Regions from separate parts of the Anas platyrhynchos genome. Here region 1 is linked to region 2. A link is a contact called in public Hi-C data. All regions are on one chromosome and are shown on one strand. Each heading gives the region's core, a stretch centred on a gene start, on an enhancer-like site or on the middle of the called end of the contact. The rest is flanking DNA. Distances are from core to core; before and after follow the strand shown.

The links. A called contact is a pair of places that touch in the nucleus more often than the background predicts.
Region 1: a Hi-C map of subcutaneous adipose tissue shows a contact between it and region 2, with 2.9 times the contacts expected there. The contact joins the promoter of LOC101800953 here to the enhancer-like site in region 2. A contact is called at or near these places in 3 of 8 Hi-C or Micro-C datasets (liver, skeletal muscle and subcutaneous adipose tissue).

The regions. Positions count from the first base shown.
Region 1 is chr10:834,232-840,797 of IASCAAS_PekinDuck_T2T, reverse strand. LOC101800953 (SNF2 related chromatin remodeling ATPase 1) reads right to left here and starts at 2,238. Exons shown (of 24, transcript XM_027465539.3): 1 at 2,079-2,238. The coding sequence starts at 2,177.
Region 2 is chr10:784,781-791,363 of IASCAAS_PekinDuck_T2T, reverse strand. It overlaps GAB3 (GRB2 associated binding protein 3), which reads left to right. Exons shown (of 10, transcript XM_027465553.3): 3 at 4,464-4,680; 4 at 5,548-6,020. Among named protein-coding and RNA genes, the nearest start is that of VBP1, 28 kb to the right of the region's middle. Within about 2 kb of position 4,168, at least 1 of the 8 cell types and tissues checked has an H3K27ac peak or open chromatin away from gene starts, as enhancers often do. A contact at or near this core is called in subcutaneous adipose tissue, where this site is marked.

The DNA of each region.
Region 1 (6,566 bases), core at 989-3,488, 51 kb before region 2:
CCAGAACCGTTACTGATAAATATATATGCCAACTTACTCTTTAAGACAAGGCAGAAGGATACAAATAGGAGGGATGTTTTCTAAAGCTCTAAAATACCTTTTAAGTTTTGGCCTGAAGACCTAAGTCTCAGCAAAGATGAACAGCAGTAAGTGCATAACAAAGCTGTTTGATGGTTTAATGATTTTCTAAAAGCCCCAGTTCAATTTTACAAGGTCAAATGATTGTGTCAAAAGCAGGCAGCAACTAAGATTTCCTACAGTAAGTCACTCACAACTTTTTCAAGCATACAGGTAACTAAATGCTAACAGCCATGCCTCTGGGACAAAGCCAAACAGTTCGGTGGCTACAAATCCCTTCTGGCTGCAACAAGTTGCTCAAGTAAGATGTAACTTATCTCACTAAGTCCTAGGGCAGATGGCTCCAACAGGGGTTCTGCTGTTACATTTCCCCAGAAGGAAACTTCATGGTAGCACACCAAACAAATTTGATTTGTATATTTGTGAACAACACATTTCCTGAGTTAAACAAGTAAACAAACTGACATTAAAAGTTACTGCAGCTACAGTGTTTCAGGTCCTACACCTTGACTCTCAGTATAAAACACATCTGTATCTGTGTCCCTGCTCCCCTCACTGCACTGAGCTGTGGAACACTGATGGCCCCAAAACATCAGGAGAAAAAAAAAAAAAAAAAAAAAAAAAACACGAATAGGAGACTACCAAAAACTGATGAAAAGAATGTAAGACACATGCATCCTTTCTCTTCCTGAAAGTTTACAAGGGAAAAGCATGTTGTACTTTAATTAAAACACTATTTTTTACTCATAAGTTACTCCATGCTGGTGGAGCTGAACACATAGTAGGAACAAGCATTATCTGTGAACTTGCTTCTGGGTAATATTCTGAGTTATTAAAACCTAGACCTTGCCAATTCTTAAATTCTGGTATGAACAACACCACCTCTTTTACTACCAACAATATCATGTACCTAACATAACCCAGAATCACAGAATATTTTATCAAGTTCATGGGAGTTTTACCCTAAAAACTACAGAACGCATCTTCGTTGCTTAAAGGGCTGATTTAACAGGAAATAGGAAGACCAGCAGAATCCTCGCTGCAAACAATTAAAGCAGTAAAAGGGGACTTTTGCTTTTAACTTATTTTGTTCATGGAGCTGGCTAGTAACAGCCTGCTTTGACTGCAGAGAAGTAGAAATAAGAGGCCCCCTGAGAAGTGGTGCAATTTAAATCCTCACAACAGACAGGACCGTGCAACAGCTTCCAAAGTATCAGGCCTCGGCTGCTTCAAGGGTCCAAAATACTTCACCTGGAAACCTCTGCCAACCAGCCCAAGCGGAGCTCCCGGCTCCCAGCAGGGATGTAACACAGTGAAAGGGGCGAGGAGCTCCAGAGGCTGCACATCAGCACCGTCACCGTGCCGGTTCCTAACCCTGTAGCACCCAGCGGCTGTGGCAGAATTCCACGGCCTCAGTAAGGACCCCGAGCACTCACCAATACTTTCCCTTAAGAAACACGATGATCAGCATGGCACAGTAGCACAGCATTGGTAATATTCTGAACCATTAACTGCTTCCAAGTGATTTATGGAGAGCCTCTAAACATTTAACACTCATTCTGTATCAGTTAAGATAAGATCTTGCAGAATAAGCTGGCATAGAAACCCTTAAACTTTTCCCTCCCATTAACATTGCTACAGCATATTTCACGGCCCTTCTTGCACCAGGGTAAGGGAATATAAGGGAGTACAGCATTTGGCACCCCTGGGGCAGGCGGTGCCTCCCCCCAGCTGCAATCCGGGCCCCGAGCCCGCCCCGCCGGCGGCTCCGCAGCCCCCAGCCCCCGGCCCCAGCCGCGCTTCCAAGGACACCCGACCGCGACCCCCGGCACCTCACCGGGGGCCCCGCCGCGACCCTTCGCCAAAAAAATAAACACGAAACGGGACCGGGAGGAGGCCGGCGGCCGCCCTCGCCCTGCCGAGGGGCTCAGCCCGCGGAGCGGCGCCGAGGGGAGCGGCCCTACCGCCGCCCGGGGCTGCCCCCGACCCCGCAGCGGTACCTCCTCGGAGCCGGGCTCCTGCGCGCCGGAGGTGGAGGGCACCTCGCCGTCCGAGCGGGCGGCCGCAGGAGCTCCAGGGCTGCCGGGGCCGGGGTCCATTTTGTCGCGGCCCCTCCGCCCCCAAAACGCGGCGGCTCCGCCCCGCGCAGGCCTCGCGAGGCTTCCGTGAGAGGGGCCGGGGCCGCCGGGGGGTCCCCGGGGCTCGGTGGGGGGCCCCGGGCTGGGCACGGCGGGTCCTGGCTGCGGGGCTCGGGGCTCCTGCCCGAGGCTCTGCCTCAGTGCTGGGGCCCTGTGGGGGCGGCAGGGGTGCGATAAGGGGTGGCCCAGGCCGTGCCCCAGGAGGACAGCCGCCTCTTCGTGTCTTCAGGGCTAATGCACGTCCCAAAGTGCGGGCCCTGTGGCCGGTGTGGGTTGGGAGAATAAAGATGTGTGTTTCCTGGGGGCCTGCCTCGCTCAGCACTGTGTGCGTCTGCTGCTGGAAGTGGCACTAACAGAGCAGCTCCGGGCGGCTCCTCACGCAGTGTGTCTGTCTAGATTGCCGGCTGCTGAACCCCAAGGAAACCCAAAACAGCCCTTGGGATGTCACGCAGAAAAAAAAAAAAAAAAAAAAGAAAAAAGAAGAAAAAAAAAAAAAAAAGCTTCAAATGGGGTGTTTTACCCAATGACTACTCACAAAGGCAATACTGCAAGCTTTTTGTCCACAGAAAGATCAAACCCCAGCCCTGTAGGCAGAGTGAGGCGTAATTGTTTTCTCCTTCTAGTAACAAACCCAGCAGCTCATCAAGATCTTCCTGCATAAATCAACAACTGAGCTGAACAAACGGGCTGTGTGGCTCATGCCCTGTGTTTAGACAGACCTCAGCAGTGTCTCTTCTATATATACCTTGATTCCAATCAAAGGTACAATTTGTGAAGCATTGCTCTGAAGTTCTGAACTGATCCCACGACTGCCTGATTATTCTGAAATGGAGCATCTCACCTAAGAGATGGTCCTGCATACAAAATTTAAGCCCCAAACTCTCATTCTCCCTGTTGTGAGACATAGAATCATAGAATATCCCGAGTTGGAAGGGACCCATAAGGATCATCAAGCCCAACTCCAGGCACTGCACAGGTCTACCCAAAAGTTTAGGCCATGTGATGAAATGCACAGTCCAATCGCTTTTTAAATTCAGACAGGCTTGGTGCAGTGACTGCTTCCCTGGGCAGCCTGTTCCACTGTGCGACCACCCTCTCAGTGAAGAACCTCTTCCTGATGTCCAGCCAAAACTTCCCCTGCCTCAGCTTAACACCATTCCCGCGGGTCCTATCACTGGTGTTTACAGAGAATAGGTCACCTGCCTCTCCACTACCCCTCGTGAGGAAGTTGTAGACTGCGATGAGGTCCCCCCTCAGCCTCCTCTTCTCCAGGCTGAACAGGCCCAGTGCCCTCAGCCGCTCCTCGTACATCTTCCCCTCTAGACCCTTCACCATGTTTGTCGCCCTCCTCTGGACACTCTCCAACAGTTTCATGTCCTTCTTGAACTGCACACAGCACTGTAGGCGAGGCCGGACCAGCGCAGAGCAGAGCAGGACAATCACCTCCCTCGACCGACTAGCAATGCCGTGCTTGGTGCACCCCAGGACACGGTTGGCCCTCCTGGCTGCCAGGGCACACTGCTGGCTCATATTCAACTTGCTGTCAACCACAATCCCCAGATCCCTCTCTGTAGGGCTGCTCTCCAGCGTCTCATTGCCCAGTCTGTACATATAGCCAGGATTGCCCCATCCCAGGTGCAGGACCCGGCACTTGCCTTTGTTAAACTTCATGCGGTTGGTGATCGCCCAGCTCTCCAATCTGTCTAGATCTCTCTGCAAGGCCTTTCCACCCTCATCCGAGTCCACAGTTCCTCCAAGTTTAGTGTCGTTGGCAAATTTGCTCAGAACACCTTCTAGTCCTACATCCAAATCATTTATAGAGACATTGAAGAGGACTGGCCCTAAAATGGAGCCTTGAGGGACCCCACTAGTGACCATCCACCAGCCAGATGTGTCCTCATTTGCCACAACCCTTTGAGCCCTGCCCATCAGCCAATTTCTCTCCCATCATATGATGTTTTTGTTTAGTTGTATGCCACAAAACAATGCTCTTCCAAATTACTTAGCACCCTATAGCCATCTGCCCCTGTTGCATAGTTTGCAACAGGACAAGGCCCACAGCACCTGCAGTTGCCCTTCCATCTGATTAGTTTATAAAGGCTTGGGGAAGTGCATTTTTCTTAGCACAATTGAGACGAGTGACATGACTGGTTTTTAGAGAGTAACCCAAATAGCTTTTCCAAGCAGGGCTCTCTAGAAAATGAAGCTTAACATCAGCTATGCAAAAGGTCTTTAAGGTGGGAAAATTCCAGTCGCTGATGCATTTGTTCTTAGACTTTGCAGAAAATAGCCTACTAACTGTTTTTTAATATCTGGCTTTCCTACTGCAGTTTCAAATGCTTGTAGCTTCTGTTTATACAAAACACTCTTAAGTGTTTCTCACAGCTTGCTTTTTACTTGCAATTCACAGGAATATTACATGCTGTACAAAACAGTCAAGCTGCTGCTTTCATGAAAGATCCCCTTTGGATGTTTTTTTGCTTGCATGCTTGACATTTGCATTTGGCACTTCGCGTAGATGTGCCTGGTTACTTCTCATAGGTTATGTTGTGTACTCCTGAGGGTCCAGAGGCCATTGTTTGAAAAATCACTTAGTCATACAACAGTATTTTCAAGTGATAATCTCATTAATTATTTAAAATGTACACAAGTGCTTTTTGTATTTATATATTCTTTCTTCTTAGACTTACATGATATCTTTTCTAACATAATTTGCAAAATTTCACAGAATTTCTCCTTTTTTTGTTTGTTTTTTTTTTTTTTCTTTCTTTCTGTGGTTGGGAGGCTGGGAGTTAGTAGTTGTGTAAAGCTGTAGATGTGGCTATTAGTTCTTTGCTTTTCCAGCTTTATCCCCCCTTATTTTACAGTCTGCAAACACAAATAGAAAGGCTGAATGCACAGTCCCCTCCACACAGAGGTTTCTCAGCAATGAAGAAGGCCTCCTCTGTCCAACCCAGAAAGATAGCACTCAACATATTGTATGACAAGAACTATGTTTTCTTGTCAGAAACAGGAAGAGCGATTGCGTATCCTTAGGCTCACTATTGTCCATTTTTACATTTTGGACCCTGCTGAAATATAGAAAGAGTTGATGACGTGCAGATCCGGAGGCATTTTAAGTCCTATCCAGATAAGACTGCAAGACTTCTGAGATCTTGTACTGTGGCAACTCAGCCTCTCTCAAACAGGGACTATTTGTCTTACTGTGCTGAATAAGAGACTAACCGTGATGGTCTTTGTTTTTCTAACACAGATACATTGGTTTGGGGTAACTTTTAAAAATCAAACCATGCAAGGAAATATGTGTGTGCACAGCATAAGCAGTTATCTGCTACCAGTAGTGAAATCTTGTTTCTCTTAATAATAGCAGCTTAAATAATAAAAACTGCTGGAAATATTGGTTGTGATTCCTGTCTTCTCTGATGTGAAGCTCTGTAAGGGACAATTGCACTTAGAGCAAGCGGCAGCACCCTGCTCAATGTCACTAGGTGGCAATGATGCTGCGTGGGCTCGAGTGGTGGCTGCAGAGCACTGGCGCCAGGTGACAGGGCGGCCTGTGCAGCATTTCGTGGGAAGCTGCCCAGTCTTAAAGCTGGCCTGATCAAGAAAAGGAACAGGATTATGCAAGTCCGATTTGCAATGCATCCTGCACCTGCTGCTGTTTAGTCATTCCCAGCACTGCGTTGCGCCAATGCAGCAGTACTGGGCAAACCCAGCACCGCAGGTTGTTGTTAGAAAGGGCTGGGGGCCCTCTCCTCAGATTTAGGGTCTCTTGGCTCCCATGTGCACCATAAAGAGATGCTCCATGGAGCACCGTAGCCTAAAATCCTCATCAACAACACTAATCATTTCTAGCTCGAATGCACGAGCTATGAGTTCAGACCACAAATGCTGTGCGAGGCCTGTCTGCAACAGCTGATTTGCAAATACATCATTCAGCACTGAAAACTAGGATAAAATAGCTGACACATCCTCTGTATCTGGTTCAAAGGACTGATGGCAGCTGTACAAATACCCATTGCTTTTTCCCACCTTGTACGCAATATTGAATTTTTAGTTCCAGGTTTTAGCAAGCAAAGCTTTGCTGTGATATCACAAAGGCTTCAAACATGCCTGAACTTCCCAACCACACAGATTTTTGCTAAACCCTTTTATCACTTGATATCCACTTTTGGGGGGATTTTTATCCATTTGTAAAGGGAGAAGACTGTTATCTCCTCCTGGCCATGACAAGCAATGTTTGTGCGGTCACATTAGAATGTATAAAAAATTTACCAAGCCTCATCAGCAACTTCTTGCAGATACCTTAATTGACTATAAGCATTCCTTTAGCCCTTTGCACTCAGAAAT
Region 2 (6,583 bases), core at 2,919-5,418:
ATCTGGGTGTATGTGCACACATAAATCAATGACAAAAATGCTGAACTATCCTAGCCTATTAGTGAGAAGAAAAATAAAGCAAAGGCAGAGGACAGGAGAGCGCTAGGGGTGTCTGTCTAGGCTAAAGCGATGGTCCTCCAGTGCAGCACGAAGCCGGCCTGTTCTGCCAGCCCCACACCTGCGGGCAGTCAGCGGGGTGAGTTTCCTGGAGAGCTTCCAGGAGCTAACCACTCCAAGAGGGATCTAGCCAGGAATTAAAGCCAGGACCCATGTCATCATCAACTTACCTTTCAAATGAGAAAATCAGGCTCAGATTACAGCAATCTGTCTTTCCCTTGACATTTCCAACAGGCAGATACAGCAGCAGTTTCAGTGCTTTGTAGGAAGTGAGTCAGGGCTGAGCCCTTCGTGGTGATAAAAGCCAGCCTGAGGGCAGAAAAGGGTGGTGATGGAGGGACTCGGCCCCACCAGGGGACTCAAAGGGCAGCAAGATGTTTAGGGGCGGTCTATCCTGCCATGGTCAGTGTGCTGCTGTGCTCCCACTGCTGCGTGGGCATACCCTTACCTGGTAGAGAGGAAGCAAAAGGCCATGAGATCTTTGGTTTTAACCTATCCCAGTTCCCCGCCTTCTTTAATCATCTTTTCAGTAGTTTATTCTGAGGGGAAATGGGAGTGGAAGAGCTCTGCAGCATTCCTGTTATGAATCTGATGTCTTCCGTTTTCATGTTGGCTCTAGAGAGCACCAGGAAAACTGGCTGGCACATGTTCTTGTGCCAGTACACACTGCCCATGGGTACAGCTTGAAGAGTTGAGCTGGTAGCTTTGGGGGATGGCAGTCATCCCCCAAGTCCATCGGAGTTTGGGGGTAATTAGGGACTGTCCAGTGACCCGCTCCCTGCTGGTTGGCCCTTGCTGAAATGGAGCTGTCGCCCTTGTGCTGCTGCTCTCGCTGCGGTGCTGCATTGGATGCAGCTTTACCAATCAGCCTGTCAGCTAAGTCTTCCCTCGCAAGACAAAGAACCAAATGTATTTCTTTGTCTTTCCAATCTACATGTAGGCTTCTGGCACTGCATTGAGGACGTGCCCAAGGAGGTGTGATCTGAGGCAGAGGAGCCAAGGCAGTCCCCAGGAAAGATGCATTATTACTAGAAACCTCTGTTGTACTGCTCGAGTGTAGCGTGGCTTGTATGTGGGCAGCACTGGCAGAATCCCACGGGTGTTTCCCAGCCAAGACCACCAGTGTAGATGCTGATGGATGAGAAGTGACAGCTCTTGCTGTGGCGGGCTGAAGAGCTGACATCCCAGCTTTCTGCTCTGTTCCTCAAGGCAAATATCCCCTGCAGTGCAGAGCATTTGTCTTGGTTCAGTGTAAAGTCCGGCAGCTGAGCCGGCAGTCTGCATCGCGGGCAGTGTAAGCTGAGCTTCCAGCCATGCACTTGCTACATCTCTCCTGGCAAATAACACCTCCTATTTAGCCCGCAGCTCCTGCCAGTGTGGTCGGGTCTGGTGTGGATTTGGCTCAGGCTGCAGGGCATGTTCAGCTTCTGTTCCTGCCCTCTGATTTCAGCCTGCACAGTTGCACAGCTTGCACGGCACGTTTCAAATACTGATAAATTGCTTCAGCTTTCTGGGAGCACAGAAATCCCCCAAGAGGTTGGAGGTTTAAACAAATTACTCCTAAAAATTAGCTTAAGAAAAGCCCTATTAAATGCAGCACGCTTTTTTAACGTGAACGCTACCGCTACAAGGCACGGTCCCTGCAATGAATCACTGCAAGGAGGGCACATGCAGAGCAGGAAACCTTACCGAGCTGCTCCGCATTGAGGTGACTCTCACAGCCAATACTACAGTGGGAAATCAGTCACTTACAGTCCTGGCATCTCTCCGAGAATTCACGGTAGCTTTGAGGCCAAACCCCGAACCAGTGAACCCCCGATCTAATGCTCTGTGGGCACAGACGGCGCGGTCGCAGCTCTGCGCCGTGGCTCAGCCCCTGACAGCCACGACGAAGCTGAGCTCCCAGCTGGCTCCTCCTCACCAGAGGCCTCGGGTTCGACGTTTAGGCAGCTCAGAGCTGGCCCCGTCAGGCCAACGTTTTAGTCAACAGGAGGGGCCAGCCGGCCGGTGGAGGGGAAGCGCGAGCTCCAGCAGATGTCAGGAAGCACCTGGGCAGGCGGCAGGCGGGGCGGGCTGGCCACCAGCCACCGGCCACCCTCGCCCCATGGCACTCGGCTGCCACAAGGAACCGTGCCCGTGGCCGTGCTGAAGGCACGGGAGCTGCTGGGGGAGGAAGAGGTTCCCTCTTGGGCTCCCTCTTGGGCTCTTCCAGGTATCGCTCTGCACCCCGTGTAAATGCCTTGCTTCCTCCCCATGCAGCCCCTACTGATCCCCGCCAGTCTCCATCACCCCCCTGTACCTCCACCTTCTCCCCCAGCACGATGGAGCCTGACACCCAGGATGTCACCGCCGTCACCTGAAGCAACCAGTCACCCGTGGTCCCTCCTGGCTGCGGGAGGCTGGACAGGAGCCTTCTGCTCCTGCACTCCATCCACCTCTCCCTCACTTCCCCACAGCTCCAGTCACTCCTGCTCGCACCCATGCTGGGACTTTCTCCCTTCCTGCTCCTTTCTGATGGTTTCTTTGCTGCTTTTAATGCATGTTTTTTTCTTTTTAAACCTTGCTGAGAAGTGGTTTGACGCCCTGGGAGCTCGCTGCAGCCCCCCTGAGGACACCTCTGGCAGCCAGGGCAGCGCACTGGGACGCGGGGAGCCAGGAGCCCCGTTCCTGCAGGAACCCCGCTGTCCCCACAGGGATGCTTCCCCTCGGGGCATCCCCTTTGTGTCCCCGCTGAGCTCCCACAGAGCAGCAGGCCTGCTGGTGGCAGCGCCCGGCCCATGTGTGGGAGTCAGGGGAAGTGTGAGGGCTCCTCCCAGCCCTCCTCGGGAGGAAATCCCTCCCTGCGCTCCTCAAGGCTGCTCTTTCATGTCAGCCTCTGGCAGCATCTCCACCTCCCTGCAGCCCGGTGTGGTAGGGGGGAGCTGCAGGCAGGGACCCCCGCTTTCACCCATTGTGCCATTGCACAAGGACAGTTTTGGAGCTGGGGTCTGTAGCAGGAGGGAGAAGCCGTCTGGTTTTCCAAGACCTACATTGACAGGGAAAGTTGATGGGGCATCCTCCATGGTGAGTCTTCCCGTCAGTGCAGGGCAGAGATTTTGGGGTTAGTACCCACCAAAACAGCTATTTTGCCAGCCGAAGAGCTGTGCTCAGCCTTGCTGGCAAACGGGAGGACAGAGCGGGAGAGGCACCGAACCTATTCTCTGCCTGCTCTCCCTTGAAAATGGCCATGCATAATTCATTCTCCCCAGCTGCCGCCGCAGCACGACTTTAATGCACGCTGATGCGGTTCCCAGCAGAGCTGGCAGGGACGGGGATGGGGGGCCAGGAGCTGGCTCTGGGTAGCCACGTCCACAAAGGCTAAAGAAGGGCAGCCACGGCGAGCGGCAGGGACAGGGATGGTGCAGACCTGCCATGTGTTGTGCAGCCCGCAGCCCTTCCTGATGGGATAATCTGAGGCTAAACCCTGCGAGTAGCAGATGGAGCTCAGGCCTGTTCAGTCTCTGTGCTAGTAATCCACAATGTCATTTATTTTTCTTGTGCACTGTGTTGGTTTTGTTATTTCTTTAAATACGTGGTCAGATGGCGATGTTCACATGCTCGCTGAGGTCTCTGTGGAGTTAGCCTGGTGCATATTTGATCCCCCTCAGCTTGCAAGCCAGCTCTGAGTCCAGGCTCTGCAGGCTGAGCCAGTGCCTGAGCCAGCAGGATGGAAAAGAGAAGTTATTTTTCAGCTGGGAAGGCTTCAGCCGTCAGCCCTGCTTCACGAGCATGAAAGCCTGGAAAAGCTGTTCCCTTCAGATGATCACCGGGGCAAAGAGGGCCGCTGCAGTCCTGCTGCTCCAGGCACCTGCTGAAAATTAAGCAAACGCTTTGCTGAATAAGCTCGAGTTGAAGCACGCGTGCGAGTGCTCTGCAACCTGGGGTTTGCTGCAGTACTGCAAATCCGAGCTATCAGGAGGAAACAGCTGGTAGAGAAGGAAGGAGATGGCTCCCCCTGCTTGAAAGGGGCAAGCCACGGGGTAGGGCGAGGAAGAATTCGGCTTTTTTCCTGCTTCTTTTGGCTCAGAGGGGGAAGGAGCCGGGGGGAAGCCTGCCGGGGCTGATGTGGAGGTGTAGTGTCACCAGAGGGGTGGGTTCCTCGCTGGTGGGGCCCTCCCCATACGCCCCGGGGCTGAGGGGTGACCACGGCAGCCAGCACAGGGCAGGCACTGAGGGCTGGCTCGGCCTGCTGGGGCCCTCGCATCTCACCCTGTGGGACAGGGCCCAGCCTGCACAGCCCTGCTCCCGCGACGCGTCCTCGCCTCGCCCCGCTGTGGCTCAGCTGGGGCCGTCGCTTCTCCCTGCAGGTTCGGTGGAGAGCCTGTCCCACACCACCTCGTCCCCGCAGCCCTCGCCAGCCGCCTCCACCCACGCCTCCCGCATCGCCGACCCCTCCTTCTCGGTCGAGCAGGCCGCTGCCGACGCTTCTGCCACAGAGGAGACCCCCAGCGAGTCGGAGTCGGTCTTCCTCCCCGACTACCTCTTCCTCTCCAACTGCGAGTCGGGCAAGCTCAGCCACACCAGGTAACTCCGGGCTCCACCGCACACCTCGGGCTGCAGCCACCCCGGCGTGCCCCTGGGAAGCTGGGGCAAACTGGTCCTGGAGTCTTGCAGCTCCTGAGCCCGATGGGACCCTCAGAAAGCCATTTCTCAGGGGGCTTTCTGTAGAGGAGGTGAGCGGTCAAGCATCAGCTGTCAGTCCTGGCCCGTGCAGTCTCCCTCCAGGTGCTCTTTCCGCCTGCTGCTGCCCCAGGTGCTCAAAGTGCCTCATGCTCAGCTCGGGGGCCCCTCCATGGCCACAGGGAGGGGACAGATCTGGGCTCAGACTGTGCTTTTTGTCACACGCTGTCACTCGGGAGGAAAGAATGGGTGAAGCCTCAGCAGGACAGTGCTTGTGCTCCTCCCCTTCCTTCTCTGAAAGTCCCCCTGGTTTTTAACTTGGGTTCCTGCAGCACAACAGATGCCTTGCTTGGCGAGCACGCAGCTTTGGGAGCCACTTCTCCACTTGCCTGGTAACCAGACAGGGAAGTAGGGGTTGTAGCAAACGCTGCAGCATGGAGGTTGAAATTTGAGGCGTGGTGGTGCGAGGACTCCTCACGCGGAGGGCTCAGCCTTACAGGGCTGGAAGCCCTGGGCTGGTGAAGGAGCATCGCTGCTGGCCACGCTGCCCTGGGGGTGAGGACAGGGCCTGGACAGTGCCCTGAGGGTGTGCAGGGCCAAGTGCCAGCAGAAAGGAAACCACAAAGCGGTCAGTGGGCATTTTCCAAGCTGGGAGTGCAAAGCGGCCCATGGAGCCGCTCCCAGCAGGTTTTACCCCCCCAGCCCTGCACACTTACCCGGCTGCAGGCAGGAGAAGAGGCAAGCAGCAGCCCTGCTCTCTGCCCCGTGCAGGTGTGACAGCTGGTCCAACTCGGACAGATCCCTGGAGCAGACCTCATCGGATGACGTGTTTGTCGACTCACTGCAGTCCCAGCCCTCGCTGTACCTCGTGCAGCCCTGCGGTGCCGTGCACCAGGACGCGGCCCCGCTGGCAAACCCCGGCACCGTGCCCAGGAGCGCCGACGTGAGCGGGACACCCAGTGACTTTTCCTCCTCCTCTCCACTGCTGGGGACGCCGCTGACGCCAACCTTTCAGACTGAGCAGAGCCAAAGCGCGCTGCCCTACGGCGTGAGCCAGCTGGATGTGCTCTCCAACACGCCCCCCCCGCGGCCCCCCAAGCCCACCCACTTCTTGGACAGGCGAGGGGACGAGGCGGGCGGCAGGGTGCTGCAGAACGGCCACGCGGGGACCTGCCGGGCTCCAGTGGCGCTGGTGCCCAGGAGGATCTCCCTGTCCAGCCTGGACAATGTCAGGAACTGGAAAGGTGAGCGTGTCTCGGAGCTGCTGGCACTGGGAGGGGTGGGAGGGTGCCCACTGCCTGCTCTCCTGCTGTGATGCTTCATGGCAGCCCCAAAATGGTGCGAGCAGGGTTTGGACCTGTCCAAGCAGAGTTTAGACCTGTCTGAGCAGGGTTTGGAGCTGTCCATCACTTGCATTCAGCTCCTGCCCCTCTGTTTCTGAAGGTCAAAGCGTGGGCTTGCCCAGGGGAAGTGCCTTTGTGGCTCCGCACAGAGTCCTCTCAGTAACAGCAGTGTTTCTTTTCTCATGCTTAAAGGACAGGACGCCAGGGAGGTGCTGGGGATGGGATGTAATCCTGGGTGAGCTGGGGACTTGGTGTCCTTCAGCAAATCCCCCTCTGTCCTGGCATTTCCTCCTGGCTAGCCTGAAAACCTGCTGCAGAGGGAGACGGCTGCAAAGCAAGCCCTGCTCCCAGTGGGGGTGCCTTTTTGGTTCTTGAAAACCATCTCAGACCAAATAATGGTTGAAAACCAGGAACATCCAGGTGACAAAATCCAGTGTACACAGCAGATGCGAGTTTTATGTTGT